Linked DNA regions of Mus musculus: all the other regions are linked to region 2. Evidence: chromatin contacts called from public capture Hi-C and promoter capture Hi-C data. All regions are on one chromosome and are shown on one strand. Each heading gives the region's core, a stretch centred on a gene start, on an enhancer-like site or on the middle of the called end of the contact. The rest is flanking DNA. Distances are from core to core; before and after follow the strand shown.

Region 1 (2,749 bases), core at 192-2,691, 400 kb after region 2:
GTGACAATTACTACTACACCCACAGCATTTGGCACATCCTACTGGCTGGTAGTGCAGCATTTCTTCTGCCACCACGAGAGGAAAAAGCTGGGTCCTGGGCCTGTTTGCAGAAGTTCCCTTGTCACTACCAGATCTGCAGGAATGATCGGGATGAGTTGTACACAGTGACCTGATAAGGCTGGTTCATGGACACCTGAAACTCTAATGACCTCTTCAGCTAGGACAAGCGAGAGAGGTGCTTGTCTAGCCCCAACCAGGTTTCCATCTGAATAAAATTGTCCTGAGACGCTTGGCTTCTTTCTCCAGAGAAGACCCCCTCCACCCCAAAAAATCTTTATGGCTGCTGCCAATTCCTCTGAAGGTCACAGCTGTTTCCACCTGGAGCCCACAGGTGCCACGTGTGGGCTGATCACGCTGTTATGGATGGGGATACAGATAAGGGATTCCTGTGGTCCCCTTCCTTTGGAAAGCCGTGATATGAGACCCACAAGCAAGGAAGTCTGAGTGCACAGAGGTCACTCACTGTCTCTGACATCCTGTACCCTTAATGCCATCCTGCCTTGGCATGGGGATACCCTCCTGCTGCAGTTGCTATGGTAGAGTCCAGGGTCATCAGAGAGCTGATTAAGACCTGGAGTGCTGTGTGCTGTCCCTCCCTCATTGTCTGTTGGAGCAGGAGGCCTTCGGGAGAGCCTGAGGTAGCAGGCTGCTCAGCTGTATGAGGTCTGGCTCCAGAAGGCACACAATGCTCGCTAGTGTTCCCTTCTCTCTTAAGGGGTCCAAGGCCCCAGTCTGGTGAGCATTCTCCTGTGCTGGCCCTAGACACTTGGATGAGGCTGACCCCTACTGGATCAACTGAGGATTAAGGAGTGGGTTCTGGATCCCCAGCCCAATCTTTCTGGTCTCCTGGGGTCACTGAGCTGGTAGTGCTGTGTGCCCAGGCCATTTGGTTCCCACTGTGAGGCTCATCTGCTCTGAGTACTGGGATTGCAGGTGTGGGCTTCTGGGCTCCTTCCCAAGCTACTAACATCCTTTATTTGGCACCAAAGCACACTTTAGCCCCTGAAAGGGGAAATGTGTATATTCTGTTGGGGGTGGGGGGCAGGTGGTAAAATGTTACTGTTCTAAGATATGAAGGCATATTTTTATGTAATTGGTGAATTTAATATTCTACAATAATTTTTCAAATCAAATGAGTGGTCTTTTTTTTTTTTTTCCTTGCGTCCCTGGAGGGAAAGGGAGGTTGAGCTCAGGGTAGCCTTTCCCAACAGGCTTGCCAAAGCTGCTGGGGAACTCCTGGGCTGCACTTGGCAGACGGTGCCTTGAACCCATTCGCAGTAGATAATTTTTCATGGTCCCTAAAGGAGGCGGAGGGAAAGGGATTAGTTTAGATGGACGGGCGTTGCTGCCAATTGGCAGCGAGCGAAGGCGCACGTTCGGTGACGCTATTCCGGTTCCGGGAGGCGCGGGCGCGCTCTCCTAGAAGTAGAGGGTCGCGCGATGCCGCTGCACAGGTATCCTGTGCACCTGTGGCAGAAGCTGCGGCTGCGGCAGGGCATCTGTGCGCGCTTGCCCGCCCACTTCTTGCGCTCACTGGAAGAAGAACGGACGCCGACCCCGGTACACTACAAACCTCACGGGACCAAGTTCAAGATCAACCCCAAGAATGGGCAGCGCGAGCGCGTTGAGGACGTACCCATTCCAGTTCACTACCCTCCAGAGTCCCAGCAGGGACTGTGGGGTGGAGAGGGCTTGATTTTAGGCTACAGATACGCCAACAACGACAAGGTGGGTGCGGACCATCTCGGCTGTTCTGCATGCTTTGCTGAGCAGGCGCTGCTCTGGGCGCCACAAACGGTCAACCAGACTAACACAAGCGTTTTGTTTACGGAGCAAGCTAACTCCGATAGCAAAGTCTAGTCCTGAAGTGGGGTGGTCCTGGATCAGATAGTATCAAAAGTAAGGACAGAGTGGGGACAGTGGTGGAGAAAAGGAAGGAGGAAGGATAGATTCGAAGCTTGTGCCGAAGAGGAGGGAGAAGTGAAATCTGCTTGTCACCTGCTAGTTTCTATGCGCATTTCCCTCATTTTTAGGACGGAATAACTTTGCTCCTAGTACATAAAAATCAAAAAGACCGAGATGACTGCCTGGAGTCTATCTCTTCTGGTGATACTCTGCTCCTAGGCAAGCCCTGTGGGAGGAGAGAGTATGTTTCAGGCCTTCCAGGGTGTCATTCACTTGCCTGTGGCTACTGGGTTTCAGCTGTGTGAGAATCTGGAACATATACCAGTAGCATTAGGGCTAGCCTGAGTGAAGCAGACATCTAGGTGGGTGGGTGTCCAGAGCCAGCTCAGGGGCCCTGACCTGCATCAGTGGTCCTGAGGAGCGTCTGAGGAAGGGAGAGGGCCTGGCTCACAGTAGCCCAGGTTCCAGAAGGGTGCTTTGGGGCCCACTTGGTCTATAGGAAAACGGGAGGTTTCTCTTGCACCCTTAGCTCTCCAAGAGGGTGAAGAAGGTGTGGAAGCCACAGCTGTTCACTCGGGAGCTTTACAGTGAAATCCTGGACAAGAAGTTCACCGTGACTGTGACCATGAGGACCCTGGATCTCATCGATGAGGCCTATGGATTTGACTTCTATATTCTCAAGGCAAGCAGGGGTTAGTGCACTCCAAGGTCTTGTCAGACTCGTGGGAAGTGCCGAGTGCACTGCATGGGCATGGGCAGGGAGTGTGGGGCACCCCAGGGTAGC
Region 2 (2,700 bases), core at 201-2,700:
AGAGGGTTCTGGGCAAGACAGATTTATCATCTCTATAACCCTCCCAGGTCATGGAGGCATCCACAGTGCCCTTCTCTCCCCACCCCCCAAAAAAGGCTGACAGAGGGACAGAAATGACCTTTCCTAATTAGAGAGGGGATGGATATGGCCCTCAGATGGGCCTGGTCCAAGGGAAGTCAGCTTTAAGGTGAAGAGGAAAAGAAAAACAGAAAGCTAATATATGGGGTACAAGGCGGCACTCTAAGGCCACGTAGCCTCAAAAGTAGCACTGCTGTTTCCAACACTGGACTACCTGGCGTGCCTGTTTCTAGCAATTCAGATAGGTGAAACTGGCCTCAGAACCTGCTGAGAGCCTATTGGCAACATAAAAGAACCAATACCATGGCAAACCCCATGCTATGGCCACACACCTGCACCCCAGGGCCTATGAGGTCAGCCCGAAGCACCAAAAAGGCCCGTTCTCCACTTGTGGATGTCACATTGATATAATCTTCTAAGATAGGAGGCCGTCTCAGGACAGGATTGCGATTTCGGGGACTTGGCAATGTCTGCATGAGGTCTTTGTCAGCATTAGCATCTGAATACCTAGGAGAGACAAGCAGCTCCCTGTCACTCTCAAATGGGGTGCTTGACCCACACTCACTCCTCTTGCCGTCCCATAGACATCCACTTCCAGAGCCTCATGCAGGGACAGGCAGCTTTCCAAGTCAGAATTACATGCCCTTAAGCAACACACCCAGCATCCAACATCTCAGGGAAGACCTCTGGACTCGGTGGAGGGGTAATGTCCCCAGGAGGGGAATCTGGATATAAGAGCTCCTCCATATCTGGCTCAAAGTTCAGCTTCTTCACCACGTCCAACCTGGGTCGTTTGACCATGGGGCCTGCAGAGACAGAGGCAGAAAGAGGTGAAAGAATAGAAAACTGATCCTCAGAATTCCCCGACTTTAAGTGCTCAGTCCCCAATCGGACATACTGGAGGGCGCGGGCTGGTCCCTACGAACATTCTTTCTAGTATTGCGGTTGACATTTCCTGGCGACCCTGCAGGGCAGGGACGCGGGACAGTGTCCCCACCAGCGATGGCCTCTTCGAAGGTTAGCGGAGGGCGGCTCGCTGGAGTTTGGAGGGTCCCAGGAGGAGCCTGGTCCCGTGTTCCTGCTGAGACAGAGGTTGATAGCAGCAACACACATTAAGAAGCGAACTCCCAGCCGTTACCAATCCCATCCACACAGCTCTCCATGCTGCAGCAGGATGCAGCCACGACCCAGGACCCGCGCCCACCTTCCAGCTCAGCCAGCACTTCGAGCTCAGCTGCGAACTGGTTTTGGAAATCATCCTCCACACCATACAGATCTTCCTCGTAGTCTTCCATGGAGCCAGACCACAACTCCCACAGCTCAGAGTCCCTCAGAACTTCCCGCGCCGCCGCCACCGCGCGCTACCCCGCCCCGAGAGCCTCCAATACCGCCAATCAACAGCCGACGTTCCCAGAGGCGCCCGCCATTGGCCAGCGGGGAAGGGCGGGTCTTACTCCCAGAGGGCGGGAGGAGAGGAATAATAGTTCAATGGTTGGAGTGGAGGATCAAGAACGCTTTCTATTGGCCTGTACAGTAAGTAATCCGTGGGGGAGGCGGGGAAATAGGTGGGACTAAAAAAGCGCGTGCGCAGACTATTCGGGTAGGGCCTTACCATTCTTCAGTGGGCGGAGCTCCAGGCCCGGAATGCCATTGGCCAGTACGACCATCCATTAGGAAAGTGGAATGGGCAGGGTGAAAAGGCGGAGCTGCGCGCCAGCCAGGCCAAGACCTGGTTCCTAGTATAGGGAAGCGAGGTTGGATGCAGAGCTGAGAATTGACATCCTGGTCCCTTGGCCCTGTTGCAGGTAAGTCCTAAAGGGTCTGCCTGTGGTCACAGGCTGGTGGGAGGCAAGTTAGGGAGCGCTTGAAGTCCTGGGTGGTCCTGGGCAATAACCTAGCGTGAAGTGTGTAGGCGTGAGCTGGACAACCAGGCTGTTTATTCCACTTCAAGTCAGGGAGAGCTCCCTAACCCTGAGTCCATGGCAAGTCAGAATCACCTGACCTTGGCCAGACTCCCATTCCGGAGCTGACACCCCTGGCATGGGCCCTTGTGGAAGACATAAAGGGTTCCAGCAGGTTCTGGCCCCAGTAAGTGTGTACAGTACTTGAAGACCAGGTCAGGCACCCTCCTACCCCAGGCTCACTCCCACCTGCGTGCAGCCCCACCATGGAGCCTGGCAGCATGGAAAATCTGTCCATCGTGTACCAGAGCAGCGACTTCCTGGTGGTGAACAAGCACTGGGACCTGCGCATTGATAGCAAGACCTGGCGGGAGACCCTGACCCTACAGAAGCAGCTCCGACACCACTTCCCAGAGCTGGCTGACCCTGACACCTGCTATGGGTTCAGGTACACAGCCAACATGGAGAGCCCCACTGCAGCATCCTTCCAAAGGATGCTGGGACACTGGACTCTGCCACAAAGGTGCTAACCAGAGCACCACAGGGTCCAGCCACTGCTGCTCTTCTGCCCGTTCCCAGGTTCTGCCACCAGCTGGACTTCTCCACCAGTGGGGCACTGTGCGTAGCCCTGAATAAGGCAGCTGCGGGCAGTGCTTATAAATGCTTCAAGGAACGGCGAGTCACCAAAGCCTACCTGGCACTGGTAAGTCCTGGCCAGTTC
Region 3 (2,942 bases), core at 250-2,749, 470 kb before region 2:
ACTCTCACCAAGCTGTCACCTACCAGACAGCCCTTTAAAGGTCTTGTGGGGCAGTGAGGCAGAGAATTTAAGGGCAAAGGGCTGGAGGGGTCTCTCTGGGCTTCCAGTCCACAGCAAACACAAGGGTGCTGAGTGGGGTAGTGCCTATGGACCTCTCCACGGCCGGCCTCAGTAGCTCAGCCTCCAGTCCTCAGGTGGTCTACCTGTTACACATTCTGTTTGCAAGCTCATCCCTCCCTGAGTCACAGGGAGTGTAGGGGTGTGTAGGGGGAGATCTGCACTGTGCTCTCTGTGGATGGATGCTCTCCAGGCCTACAGATGGAGACTGGTTCACTCTACCCTGGAGTCTTACCTGCTACTTACCTGTCTCTGTTGAGTTAGTTGCTCCTGATCGGCTGTTTTTGATGATAGGGGCGGGGGAGGCTGTGGTTACCCTCCCCTGTTCTATTGAGGTTACCTTCTTCTCCTTGAAGGCAGGAGGTCTGAAGGGAGTTTGGTCTTGGTCTTGCTTTCTTTCTGTTTCTATTTCTGTCTCTCTCTGATTCTGTCTCTCTGTCTCTGTCTCTGTCTCTACCTCTGTGCCTCTCTCTCTCTCTCTCTCTCTCACACACACACACACACACACACACACACACACACACACACACACACAGTCAGACCCCAGGCAAATGGTGGGACCCGAATTCCTGGGTAACTAGGGAGGAAAAAGGCTTACCCTGGCAGGGATTTTGGGTTACTGAGGGCAAAGGTCTCATGAGGGGAGTCGGAAAGTGGTAGGGACACGGGCGCTGGGGCCTTGAGGGGATTCAACCTGTTCAGAGAAGCCCCGTAGGGCGTCTCCGAGGTCCCCAGCTCCGCTTCAGTCAGGGGCCTCTATTGGGAAAAAGGGTTACAGTCAGGTGGCTCAGCAGCGGCGGCCGTGGGAACCGAGGTTGAAGGTGTGCACTCTCTGGCTCTGGAGGTCTCACCCTTCAACCCTCCCGGGGAATTCTGCAGTGTGGACCTCCAGTAGCCCTTTACTTAGCTCAGAGCCTAGGACGCCGGCCGTGCGACCCCGCCCCTCTCTCTGAGCACGCGCGGCCTCAGTTTCCCCAGGACCTCAGTTTCCCATTGCCTCTGACGCCAGCAATTCCCGTGCTCCACCCGGAGCGTAGTGCAGAAGCCAGGGGTGGGGGTGGGGCTAAGCCCGAGGGGGCGGTCGCGTCCGTCCGTCCGTCCGTCTGTCTGTCTGTGATAAAAAGCAGGTTAAGCCTCGACGGCAGTCTGACGACATTGGGCAGGAGTTACAGCACTCACCGTGGACAGGGCTTCGGGGGCCACAGGGTCGGGGGGGTCCCTGCTGGCGCTGGCGTTGCTGTCGCACTAGCTGGGGACACCGAGGCACAGCGACCGCTAGCAGCCGCGCGCGCTGGAGACTGAGCACTGCAGAGCGGGCGCCGCGGGCGGGGGGCGCGGGCGGGCGGAGGCGGGGCCTGGCCTGGTTTGCTGGTCAGAGGTTCCAGCCCTGCCCACCCCTACCCTGCGCGTTTGGGGTCGGCAGGGGGTCTCTACCAGCACGGTAGTGGCCAGAGAGACCCTGCTCTGGGCACAGGGCTCAGTAACCTACAGGTGGGTGCAGGGACAGGTTGTGTTAGCTGTCCCCCCACCCCCCTTCTCCTGCCCCGAGGGAGGAGGCTGTCACGGGGTCTCCTTCCCAGGGCCGCAGGGAAGCTACAGTCGCCCAAAAGAAACAGTCGCCCAAAGGAAACACGAAGTGCCTGGTGTTTCTTGAAGTGCTGTACAGCCATATCCAAAGTCAACCCTCTCACAAAAGCTCTGCTGCTCAGTACTACCCGGAGCTGCTCTCTTCCAGGGAAGTCAGCTCTGGTATTAACCTGGGACATCTCGTGATGTCACTGCTATCTGTGAATGTGTGCAGAAGACACACATTAAGCCACATCCTGCTGTTCCCAGCCCACTTCTCCTAAGGCCCCCTCCACCACTTGAGGTCACCTGGAGACTTGTTAAATGAGTTGCCTGTCCAGTTCCTAAAAGTGCGAGCTCTGAAGCTGGGGCAGAGGAAATACCTGACAGGGTTCTTTGTGTGGGTTCTCAGCACCCACTGGGAGTTGTTCTTGGCTGTTCCAGGGCTCAGTAGGCCCCTGAAGACTGACACAAACTTCGGTGGGAAACCACTGGTGGCCATGTTGCTTCTAAGTAGTTCCACTTTGGAGTTTATACCAAAAGTCTCATTCTTTTGTTTGTTTGGTTTGGTTTGATTTTTCGTTTCTCTGTGTAGCCCTGGCTGTCCTGAAATTCACTCTGTAGACCAGGCTGGCCTTGAACTCAAGAGTTTCCCACTACTGACCGGTTTAAAGGTCTCATTCTTATGGGAAGGACTCCAACCAGTGTGAGGGTCAGGAAAGCAGGCCTGAAAATTCTCCACTTCAGACTGTAGCAAATGACATCTCTGCTGAGGCGACAGACTTTCCAGAGTGCTGGGCGGGGGGCCTTTGTTCCTCATTACTGGGATTTGGAGAGGAAACATCTGAGGGACAACAGTCAGGCCATAGTCCTTCATTCCAGGGGACATACAGGTGAGGTCACCTGTCTGTATCCCAATTCACATCTCTGTCAGTCCCTCCATCCATCACTGAAGACAGGCACCAGAACAGAATATTGTCCTGCAGAATGCTCCGTTCTCAGTCAACCTCTGGCTTGGCACAGTCCGGCCAGGCAAAAGTGATAAAAGTCAAACCCACTGTCAGGACCAGGATATCAGATGAGCAAGGGAAGGTCCTGGACTCTATGCCCCACACTGTCCTGCTATAGGGGATAGGGGTTGGAGTGGGATAGCCAACTCCTCTCCCAGAGTCTGGAGTTGATGCACCCATAGTATACTCTTGTGTCATGTTTTGCCAACCTGTTGGAACACACACACACAGGGCAGTGGCAGTGGCAGG
Region 4 (3,120 bases), core at 247-2,746, 490 kb before region 2:
AAATATATATATATAAATAAATATATATTTCAAATGCTATCCCGAAAGTTCCCTATACCCTCCCTCCACCCTGCTCCCCTACCCACCCACTCCTGCTTCTTGGCCCTGGCATTCCCCTGTACTGGGGCATATAAAATTTGCAATACCAAGGGGCCTCTCTTCCCAGTGATGGCCAACTAGGCCATCTTCTGCTACATATGCAGCTAGAGATATGAGCTCTGGGGGTACTGGTTAGTTCATATTGTTGTTCCACCTATAGGGTTGCAGACCCCTTCAGCTCCTTGGGTGCTTTCTCTAGCTTCTCCATTGGGGGCCCTGTGTTCCATCTTATAGATGACTTGTGAGCATCCACTTCTGTATTTGCCAGGCACTGGCATAGCCTCATACGAGACAGCTATAACAGGGTCCCTTCAGCAAGATCTTTCTGGCATATGCAATAGTGTCTGGGTTGCCAAGGTTCTTTTATGCTGGCCAGCCCTGAGCCACCTCCAACAGCTTGTCTTTCAGTCCTCCTAGGATCTTAGTCCCAAATTTCCTGTGCTGGTGCCCTCTCCACTCCGTAAGACCTAGAAAGGGCTAGATACACCTGGAGTGTTGAGTCTTCATACCCAACATCCCTAGAGCTTCTAATTGGTCTAAGCACCTGTGGAAAGTAGAGGCTTTAATACCACAAGTTGGAGGCCAGCTTGAGTCTACTATAAAAGACTTTGAAAGACTCTTACCTTAAAAACACAAAAGTAGCCGGGGGTGGCACACGCCTTTAATCCCAGCACTTGGGAGGCAGAGGCAGGCGGATTTCTGAGTTCCGGGCCAGCCTGGTCTACAAAGAGTTCCAGGGCTATACAGAGGAACCCTGTCCCGAAAAACAAAACGAAACAAAACAAAAACCCCACAAAAGTTAGGGATGTGACCCAAGCCTTGAGCGCTTGCTTGCTTAGCCCTAGGTAATCGCCAACCCTGGGAGCGAGAGGGGATTGCAGTTCCAGTATATACTTCAGAGCATTTAAAACACTCAAGTTTGACAAACGAATTCGTAACCCTTCAGCGAGTACATTATGAGTCCTTCATCCAAGGCACCCTTCCCTCCCTAACCGAGAGCTTTTTTCGGCCCCCTCAGTCAGCACCTCGGCCAGCTCCGCACCCTCCCGCGCTCACCGGATACAGCTGAAGGCTCTCTCTTGGGCTGAAGGCGGCTTGCCTGGGGCAAGAACGGGTTATTCAGCCTATGGAACAGAGAAGGTCAGAAGAGCCAGCCAGGCTCGGTCCCCAAGCCGCAGGACCGTGATCCGCTCACCCGAATGTGTTAGGCTCCTCCACCACCTTCATCTTCCCGGCACATGCCGGCGCGGGCCCTGCGGAGCGGGGAGAGAGGTGGTGAGTAGGGAGCGGAGGCGCGAGCGACGCCAGCGCGCGGGGGGCTATGTGCGCGGAGCCACTGACCCTGCGACGCGAGCCCCAGCAACATCAGGAAGCCAGCCAGCCGCCCCGCCATTGCTCCTAGGGTCTCACGGTCACGTGAGTGACAGCCGGAACTGACTCCCCTCAAAACCGGAAGCTGTGCGAGCGCGCACGCGCGCACGCTCTTGAACAAACGCTGGAGCTGAGGATTTCATCTCGGATTTCATCTAACATTATGGGCCGCAAGAAAGTTGCTCGCGGATCCAGGAAAGAGAGCGGTCGTGTTCGGCGACCCTCTGGCCGCTCTCTGGATGCTTTCGCTGAAGAGGTGGGCGCTGCGCTGCGTGGTGAGTTTGGAGCAGTCGGAGCAGCGGGTCGGGCCTGGGAGCAGGCGCTGAGGACCCGGCCTTCTCTCTCTCCTTGTAGCATCCGTGCAGCCCGAGGAGGCCGAGGACCAGGGCGGCCCGGGCCCTGCGGCGCTGCCTTGTGCCTTGGCTATGTGGGAGCTTGGTCACTGCGACCCCAAGCGCTGCACGGGCCGCAAACTGGCCCGTCTGGGTCTGGTGCGCTGCCTGCGCCTGAGCCAAAGGTTTGGCGGTCTGGTGCTCAGCCCAGTAGGCACTGAGTACGTGTCTCCGGCAGACAGGTAGACACCAGAGGCCTGGGGATCGGGGAGGGGTCGGAGAGGGGTTGGAATGCCCTTCCCACCATCTTGTCTTTGTTAAACTGCCCTGTATCAGGAGTATCATTTTCTTCAAGCCTTGCTTATTGGTCTTGGATGTCCACATCTTTCATATGAGCAGAGTTGTATTTAATTTGACCCTTTTCATAGAGCAGGGCTATAGTGTAGAAAGCCTAGGAGAAACATTTGTTGTGTAAAGTAAACACTGTCCAGCTACCCTCAACTGCTTCCTGAAGGGTTCTTTCTACTATTGCAATAAACCATAACTTCGAAATAGCAGAGTGATCTCTCATCTGTAGTGAAGCCAGTCTCCAAGGATGTGCCTTATTTGGGGCCCTAGAACCTACCCTACACTCTCTGACAGACAGCTGGTGGCACAGTCAGGGGTCGCAGTCATAGACTGCTCCTGGGCCAAACTGGACGACACACCCTTTCAGAAGATGCGAGGGAGCCACTTGCGGCTCCTGCCTTACCTCGTAGCTGCCAACCCTGTAAACTATGGCCGGCCCTGCAAACTTTCCTGTGTGGAAGCTTTCGCTGCTGCCTTCTGCATCGTAGGTGAGTTTTGGGTCTGACAGAAGCCTGGCAATGGCAGTCTGGAGGCTGACTGCTTGCCCCCTCCTCCTCCCTCACCTGGAGACTGGGGTTTCTTCTGGCAGAGTCTGAGCAAGGGGGTGGGATGTGAGGAGAATATATTGGGAGCCATTAGAAAACAGCCTTTGTCTTCAGTCTCAGTGCCCACATACAGTCTTAACCTTATGAAGCAGAGGTAGAGGCAAAATGGACCACTGCCTTCCCTGGATGGTGTGTGGGCCCAATGGCTACCCCGTAAGACACAGAGACTAGGATAATAGGACTGTTTCTCAGCAAATGAGAGGAACCTTGGGAACTGTAGAGGAGGTGACAGCTTCCTGAGATAGCAGGCAGGGTCATGCAGTTGTGCTCTCTATAGGTGTCCCAGGCATATCTTTGGTTTTTGTTCCACTAGGCTTTTCAGACCTTGCTGTCATTTTGCTTCGGAAGTTTAAGTGGGGCAAGGG

What was found. Promoter capture Hi-C pulls out the DNA fragments that hold promoters and counts their contacts. Capture Hi-C pulls out chosen DNA fragments and counts their contacts.
Region 1: a contact with region 2 is called in a promoter capture Hi-C map of liver, with 1.9 times the contacts expected there. The contact joins the promoter of Mrpl28 here to the promoter of Chtf18 in region 2. A contact is called at or near these places in 1 of 39 promoter capture datasets (liver), 1 of 484 Hi-C or Micro-C datasets (CD4 T cells) and 1 of 115 datasets of contacts at active chromatin or transcription factors (pancreatic cancer cells).
Region 3: a capture Hi-C map of embryonic stem cells shows a contact between it and region 2, with 4 times the contacts expected there. The contact joins the promoter of Baiap3 here to the promoter of Chtf18 in region 2. A contact is called at or near these places in 2 of 39 promoter capture datasets (the 3T3-L1 cell line and maxillary cranial neural crest), 1 of 484 Hi-C or Micro-C datasets (the G1E-ER4 cell line), 4 of 115 datasets of contacts at active chromatin or transcription factors (SST interneurons, astrocytes, craniofacial prominence and 1 more) and 1 of 9 other capture datasets (embryonic stem cells).
Region 4: a contact with region 2 is called in a promoter capture Hi-C map of pre-B cells, with 3 times the contacts expected there. The contact joins the promoter of Gnptg here to the promoter of Chtf18 in region 2. A contact is called at or near these places in 6 of 39 promoter capture datasets (the 3T3-L1 cell line, HPC-7-derived erythroid cells, embryonic stem cells and 3 more), 1 of 484 Hi-C or Micro-C datasets (the G1E-ER4 cell line), 4 of 115 datasets of contacts at active chromatin or transcription factors (embryonic forebrain, large pre-B cells, memory CD8 T cells and 1 more) and 1 of 9 other capture datasets (embryonic stem cells).

What each region holds. Positions count from the first base shown.
Region 1 is chr17:26,122,062-26,124,810 of GRCm38.p6, forward strand. It overlaps Mrpl28 (mitochondrial ribosomal protein L28), which reads left to right and starts at 1,442. Exons shown (of 5, transcript NM_024227.3): 1 at 1,442-1,788; 2 at 2,495-2,647. The coding sequence starts at 1,501. Pgap6 (post-glycosylphosphatidylinositol attachment to proteins 6) reads left to right here. Exons shown (of 13, transcript NM_021793.2): 13 at 1-1,193. The coding sequence ends at 173.
Region 2 is chr17:25,725,965-25,728,664 of GRCm38.p6, forward strand. Chtf18 (CTF18, chromosome transmission fidelity factor 18) reads right to left here and starts at 1,451. Exons shown (of 22, transcript NM_145409.2): 1 at 1,283-1,451; 2 at 977-1,156; 3 at 737-884; 4 at 411-585; 5 at 1-8. The coding sequence starts at 1,373. Rpusd1 (RNA pseudouridylate synthase domain containing 1) reads left to right here and starts at 1,753. Exons shown (of 6, transcript NM_028009.4): 1 at 1,753-1,883; 2 at 2,239-2,427; 3 at 2,559-2,682. The coding sequence starts at 2,246.
Region 3 is chr17:25,254,865-25,257,806 of GRCm38.p6, forward strand. It overlaps Baiap3 (BAI1-associated protein 3), which reads right to left and starts at 1,500. Exons shown (of 34, transcript NM_001163270.1): 1 at 1,297-1,500.
Region 4 is chr17:25,238,620-25,241,739 of GRCm38.p6, forward strand. Gnptg (N-acetylglucosamine-1-phosphotransferase, gamma subunit) reads right to left here and starts at 1,497. Exons shown (of 11, transcript NM_172529.3): 1 at 1,441-1,497; 2 at 1,295-1,352; 3 at 1,156-1,223. The coding sequence starts at 1,492. Tsr3 (TSR3 20S rRNA accumulation) reads left to right here and starts at 1,551. Exons shown (of 6, transcript NM_026676.3): 1 at 1,551-1,745; 2 at 1,825-2,044; 3 at 2,445-2,638; 4 at 3,069-3,120. The coding sequence starts at 1,634.